2 separate regions of the Mus musculus genome follow, and region 1 is linked to region 2. The links are chromatin contacts, called in public HiChIP or PLAC-seq maps. All regions are on one chromosome and are shown on one strand. The core of a region is the stretch at or near the end of the contact, and the rest is flanking DNA. Distances in the headings are between cores, read along the strand shown.

Region 1 (2,700 bases), core at 57-2,556, 660 kb before region 2:
TTCTGCCTTGCTCTTCAGCGTGGGTCCTATCCACGCCCATGTGACCTCCACTGTCCATCTGTTCTCCTCGGCCACCCTCAGTCTCTTGCTGTTCCCTGAAGTCACACTTCTGCCTCCATTTATCCTGGGGCCTCACCAGGCGAGGGAAGAGCTCTACCACTTTCCAGCCCTGACTCTTTGTGTTAACTGCAATGTAAGGATGTGGAAGATGGCTCAGTTGGTAAAATATTTGCCATGCAAATCCAGAACCCAGCACACATGAAACAGTCCTCAGAAGCAGTGATGTGTCCATTAGGCGTTCAGCCTAGCCAAACTGATGAACTCTAGGTTCAGTAAGAGATGGAAAATGATGACAGAGGAAGACACTTGATGCTGACCTCAGGTGTCCATGCAAACACGCACATGCATGCAATGCACAGCCCCTCCCGACACACACAATGTGTGCATATCCACATATCCACAGATGGACACTACACAAAGGGTGAAATAAAGTGATGCCTTCTTCCCATTTCCCTCCAACTGCTTTATTCATCTCCATGGCAATTTCCACCCTCAGCATCCTAATAATTTATTCATCGATTATGTTTATTGCTTGCCTCTTCTTTAGCTACAAGCTCCTCCAGGACAAGTGTGTTCTTACTAACACCCTACTAAAATGCGTTGGGTCTGTGTTGGGTCTCCGTATGCATGTGCTTACATGTGCACATGCATCTGTATATGTGCACACACACACCTTTACACACACACATCTGTACACACAAACATCTGTACACAACAAAAAGCTGTGACCTAGAGGGTCAGGAGGTACTACTGAAGGCTCCAGCCAAAGAATGAACAATATGTTTCAGCCACAGGATTAAGTCCAAGGTCAGAGGAAAGACTCTGTGTGTGTGTGTGTGTGTGTGTGTGTGTGTGTGTGTGTGTGTGTGTGTGTAAGACAATGGAAGAAAGGAAGTTTAAGAAATAATAAGCTGCCGGAGTATGTGAAGGGCCTTTTGTTTTATGCTGAGGAGTTTGGTCTACAGGGAACACAGATGAGGAAGGGGACAAGGAACAGAGGAGAGGGTGCGCTCGCGAGTGTTTATGAGTGGAGCTGGGGCCAGAGAGTGGTGAATGGATATATTGTAGTGGTTTTATAATGACTCAGGAGAGGGGAGATCCTGAGACAAGATTGTGGGAGCAGACACCTTGCTTGAAGAGACTGACAAATGGTAGATCTGGTTTTGGAAACAGTAATCCTAAGAAGCTCAATGCAGGGGGAGCTGAGACTCTGCAACTGAAAGGAAGTGGGGAGGCAGACTGGTGAGTCAGCCCTCACAGGACAATGATTTTAAAGCCTCACGAGGAAGAGGAAGAGGAGTGATTAGAAAACCACAGGTGGCGCTCCCAGTAACAAAGAGAAAGGCAGCAGAGATCTTTTGAACTCTGGGACATCATCTGAGGGTTCGGAAAAGAACATGGAGAAATGGACAGGACCGAGAAGCAGCCATGACGAAGCTGGTGTGACAGACAGGTGACCCCATGTAAGAGGATCAGAGGAGAAGGCAGGAGACACTGGCCTGGCAATTGGCATCTTCACCTTCCAGCTAACCCTGCAGACCACAGGACCCTGGGCGCTTCATCCCTCCTTTCCTATGCACTAGCATGCAGCCATTTTCCTCAGTATAAAACCCAAACCATGGCCATGCAAAGCCTACAGTTCAGAATCTTCCCGCTGAGTGTTTGCTCCTCCTCTTGGAGTGTGGTCATTTCTACTGGCAAGACAAAAACACTCTAGCTACAGAAGAAACAAAGGACTGTGTTTTGGGTATTATTCTCTGAATAGTTGGCTATCTTTCCAAGTTGGAAGTTGTAGAACTCAGCATTAAAAGAGTTTGGAATCTCTATTGACTAAGCTACAGCCTTGGGAACGGGAAGGGACACAAACCAAATTGTTGCGGACTACAAAAACCATGTTTTCCACAATAAAGAAAGGAAGGAACCACACACAAATACCAGCTTATAATTTCTCTGTGAAATAACAGACATGTTCCACCCTGTCTAGGCAAAAAGATAGCCATAGGTTATCCCTCAAATATAGCCTAGTCTTGGAAGCAAGAAGATAGAATGTTCTATAAATACTTTCTGTTTATGCATGTTAACACTTTTAGTCTATGCATCTAGTCAGTCCGTCACCAGGAAGCCTGGCATTGCTTGTGATTCATTTTACTGGCCAAGTATGCAGATCATCTAGGTAAGTTGGCATATTAATTTCTCATTTTGCAGGGATACTATCCTGGGATCTTCAGTGTGATTGGGTGATTGAGGCAATTTGGGGGTGGGGCTCCAAAAAAGCATCCTGCATTTTCAGGTTGTAATACGGTTTCTACTATTAATGCAGTACATTAATTATTAAAGGTTTATTAACTGTTCAAGTGCCTGTTTAGTTCTTTGTTTGCTTATTATGAATGTGGGTACGCTTGTGCTATGCGGGGGTCAGGGGACAACGTAGGGGAGTCAGTTCTCTTTTTCTACCACCTTTGAGTCCTGAGGATCAAACTCTGGACTTTGGACACGAAGGGCCCTCACCTGCTGATTCATCTGAAGCCCGTAACAGGAGTTTTCCCTTTCCCTTTCGATGCTAAGTAGCAGTTAACATTACTAGACAATATGATCTTCATCAGTTTCAATTTTACCTACTCTAGAAGGCCTGTGAGTTTT
Region 2 (2,859 bases), core at 160-2,659:
GTTTATAGGAAGGAGGTTTGGCAGGTGTCCAGATGTAAGCACATTTGTAGTCAATGTGGGCACAGGAACACCGCAGGGGTGTCAACTCCTTCAACTCTTTCTCAGAATGAACCCCACACATTATTTCACTCCCTCTGCAGGCCTGTCTTCCTAAGACACCAGGCCTTTCCACTTTCCCATTTCCCACAGGCTGCCCTGAGGAGCCACAAGACAAACAAAGACAAGAGCACCTCAGCGCCCAGAAACTACTGCCTTGCTATAAACAGTGGCCTGGGTAACCTGCCCCCTACACACCCAATCCTGAAGCTGATTCAACTTAAGAAGCTGATTCAACTTAAGCCCCGGGCTGGCTATCCAGCCACAGGCTGGCACAGGGAACTCTGCAAATCAGACCGAGGAAAACAGCAACTGCCTTCCTAGCAAACAAGGAACACAGGCAGTGAGGAGCTAGAATAAGCTGGCTACACCTCAGGTGCCATGATGTCTGCAAGGCATAATGACCTTTATCCTTAGGGGAATCGGAAGGATGCTCACTGCCTACAAAACACTCCAGCACTGGGGTTCTGGCTCAGTGGTAGAATCTTGCCTAGAATATGCAAGTATCCAAATTCTATCCCCAAAACTGAATAAAAAAAAAATTTCAAAATTCAGAATGAGAGACAGCTCAGTGAGTACCCATACTTGCATGGAAACCTAACAACCTGAGTTCACATCCCCAGAACCCAAATACTTCCCACAACAAGGCCACATCTATTCTGTGGGGGTTTAAAAGTCCTGTTCCTGCCCCCCTCTGCCCCCAGCCTACAGATGAGGATGTAGAACTCTCAGCTACTTCTGCCTGTGTGCTGGCATGCTCTTTACCATGGTGATAACAGACTAACTTCTGAAGCTGTAGAGCAAGCCCATGATTCGATTCTTCGTTCCTAGGTGTTGCCTCAGTCACGGCCTTTTCAGAGCCACAGAACAGTACCTAAGACAACTCCCCGTGGTGCTCCACCCTCCCACACCGTATGTGAAAACACCAACCTCCCACCACTGAGGCTGTGGCCCACCCTGATTACTGGGTATTAGGGCTCTGGCCCCAGGAACCAACACATCCCCATCTACTTGCTCACTCCAGCAACCCATGGCACAGCTGTCAACCTATGACTGTCGGACAGTACTGCAGCCAAACACCAACTTCAACTACGTGCAACATGTCTTCCTTAAACAAACCTTCTTAACAGCTACAGTGAGCAAGTAAAGAGTGGGAGCTGTACCCCATGCCCTTCCTAATGCAATGAAAATCCATCACCCTCCCAGCAGCCAACCGAGTCCCACACGTTTCCATGTCCTTTGCTGCCACAGGGTTCATTACCCAGTAACTCAGCACCCAGAGACTTGCCCTCAGCTCCGACTTCTCTCACAGTTGGTGTCGCAAGAGGCAGGGCTTACTTTTAAAGGAACCTGTCTTTAAATATACAAACATAGGGACGACTGGTGACTAAGTAAATAAGAAGGACACAGACAAATGACACGTCTGCACAGTCACAACACCAGCTTCACCCTTACTACAGTTGGCTATAAAGGAACTTGTGAATTGCTTCCGGATGAACAATTATAAAATAATTCTCTAACAAAGGGCGCATGTATCATGACTTCCCTTGTGGGGGAAAAAAAAAACTAATGTGAAAAAAAATGATTCTACCTTCTTAAAGAGATCAAATGCTGAAAGTAAAATGTAGAAAAAATATAAGGGAAAAGAATGAGCAATTCTTTTAAAAGTTTTTTTTTTTTTCAAGACAAATAAAGGAACAAAACCTGGAACTAAATTCTGGTTTGCAATCTTATAAGTATCATACTGAATAAGATTCCAAGTATATGAGAAAACCTCATTTTATAGTTAGAAAATACTTAAACACAGAATGCATGTAACCTGTTAGGAAGAAAGTCCATCAGGGCTGGTGCCCCGCTTGCCTAGCTGCATAAGGCCAGGGGTTCTATCCTCAGCACCACAAAGGAAAAAAGAAGAAAAGGGGAGGGGATCATGAACTGAAGGCCAGCCTGAGCCTTATAGCAAGACTCCGTGGGAAGGAAGGAAAGAAGGGAGGGAGGTAGGGAGGGAAGGATCCTAATTTCATCTATGAATGTTCAGTATTGAAGTAATAATCCGTTTCACCCTCTGACTTATCAGTTCAACAGCAGCTCTCATTTCTACCTTCACTTACCACCACAGTCTCCAAAGTCCCCACGTTTCAAAGCCTTCACGGTAGAAGGGATACTAGTTTCTCTTATTTGACCTCACAGAATTAGTCTGCCTTCCCTTACTGTCCACTGTGTGTGTGTGTGCGTGTGTGTGTGTGTGTGCGTGACACACACTCACCTTCTAAGACATCTGCTTTTGGGGACACATAGCTTGATTCTATCATGAAGGATCCGGAACTATTATATTTAGTGTAGAACAAAGAAAATACACTTAAATTTGGAAATTACAGTCTGAGTGGTCACCTCCTCCGTGCGTCATGCTTCATGTGACAATGGGATCAGCTGAATGTGGCTCACAATGACTTGAAAGATCTTAGTGGGAGACAGTGAAGGAAGGAGGACACAGTAAAACAACACCATCGTAACCACCAGCTTCTTTTTTTTTTTGAGACAGGGTTTCTCTATGTAGTCCTGGCTGTCCTGGAAAAGACCAGGCTGGCCTCCAACTCAGAAATTCTTAAATTCTAAAGAACGCTCCCTCTGAGCCTACTCAGTTAGCTGTGGAAAAGAGCTAAGAAAGACATAGTAACCAGCACTTCCCCTGTGCATAATTAAATTCACCCTGAAATACTTGGGTAAAACCTACACTATCCCAGATCAGTGACTTTCAAATGT

The links. HiChIP or PLAC-seq counts read pairs in DNA pulled down with a chosen protein or histone mark.
Region 1: an H3K4me3 HiChIP or PLAC-seq map of bone marrow-derived macrophages shows a contact between it and region 2, with 5 times the contacts expected there. The contact joins two enhancer-like sites. A contact is called at or near these places in 3 of 115 datasets of contacts at active chromatin or transcription factors (bone marrow-derived macrophages, embryonic forebrain and pancreatic cancer cells).

What each region holds. Positions count from the first base shown.
Region 1 is chr2:4,408,602-4,411,301 of GRCm38.p6, reverse strand. The region is part of intron 1 of Frmd4a (FERM domain containing 4A); the gene reads right to left. Among named protein-coding and RNA genes, the nearest start is that of Gm23691, 29 kb to the right of the region's middle. Within about 2 kb of position 1,306, at least 44 of the 459 cell types and tissues checked have an H3K27ac peak or open chromatin away from gene starts, as enhancers often do. A contact at or near this core is called in bone marrow-derived macrophages and pancreatic cancer cells, where this site is marked.
Region 2 is chr2:3,751,126-3,753,984 of GRCm38.p6, reverse strand. All of the region lies in intron 1 of Fam107b (family with sequence similarity 107, member B), which reads right to left. Among named protein-coding and RNA genes, the nearest start is that of Fam107b, 39 kb to the right of the region's middle. Within about 2 kb of position 1,409, at least 105 of the 459 cell types and tissues checked have an H3K27ac peak or open chromatin away from gene starts, as enhancers often do. A contact at or near this core is called in bone marrow-derived macrophages and pancreatic cancer cells, where this site is marked.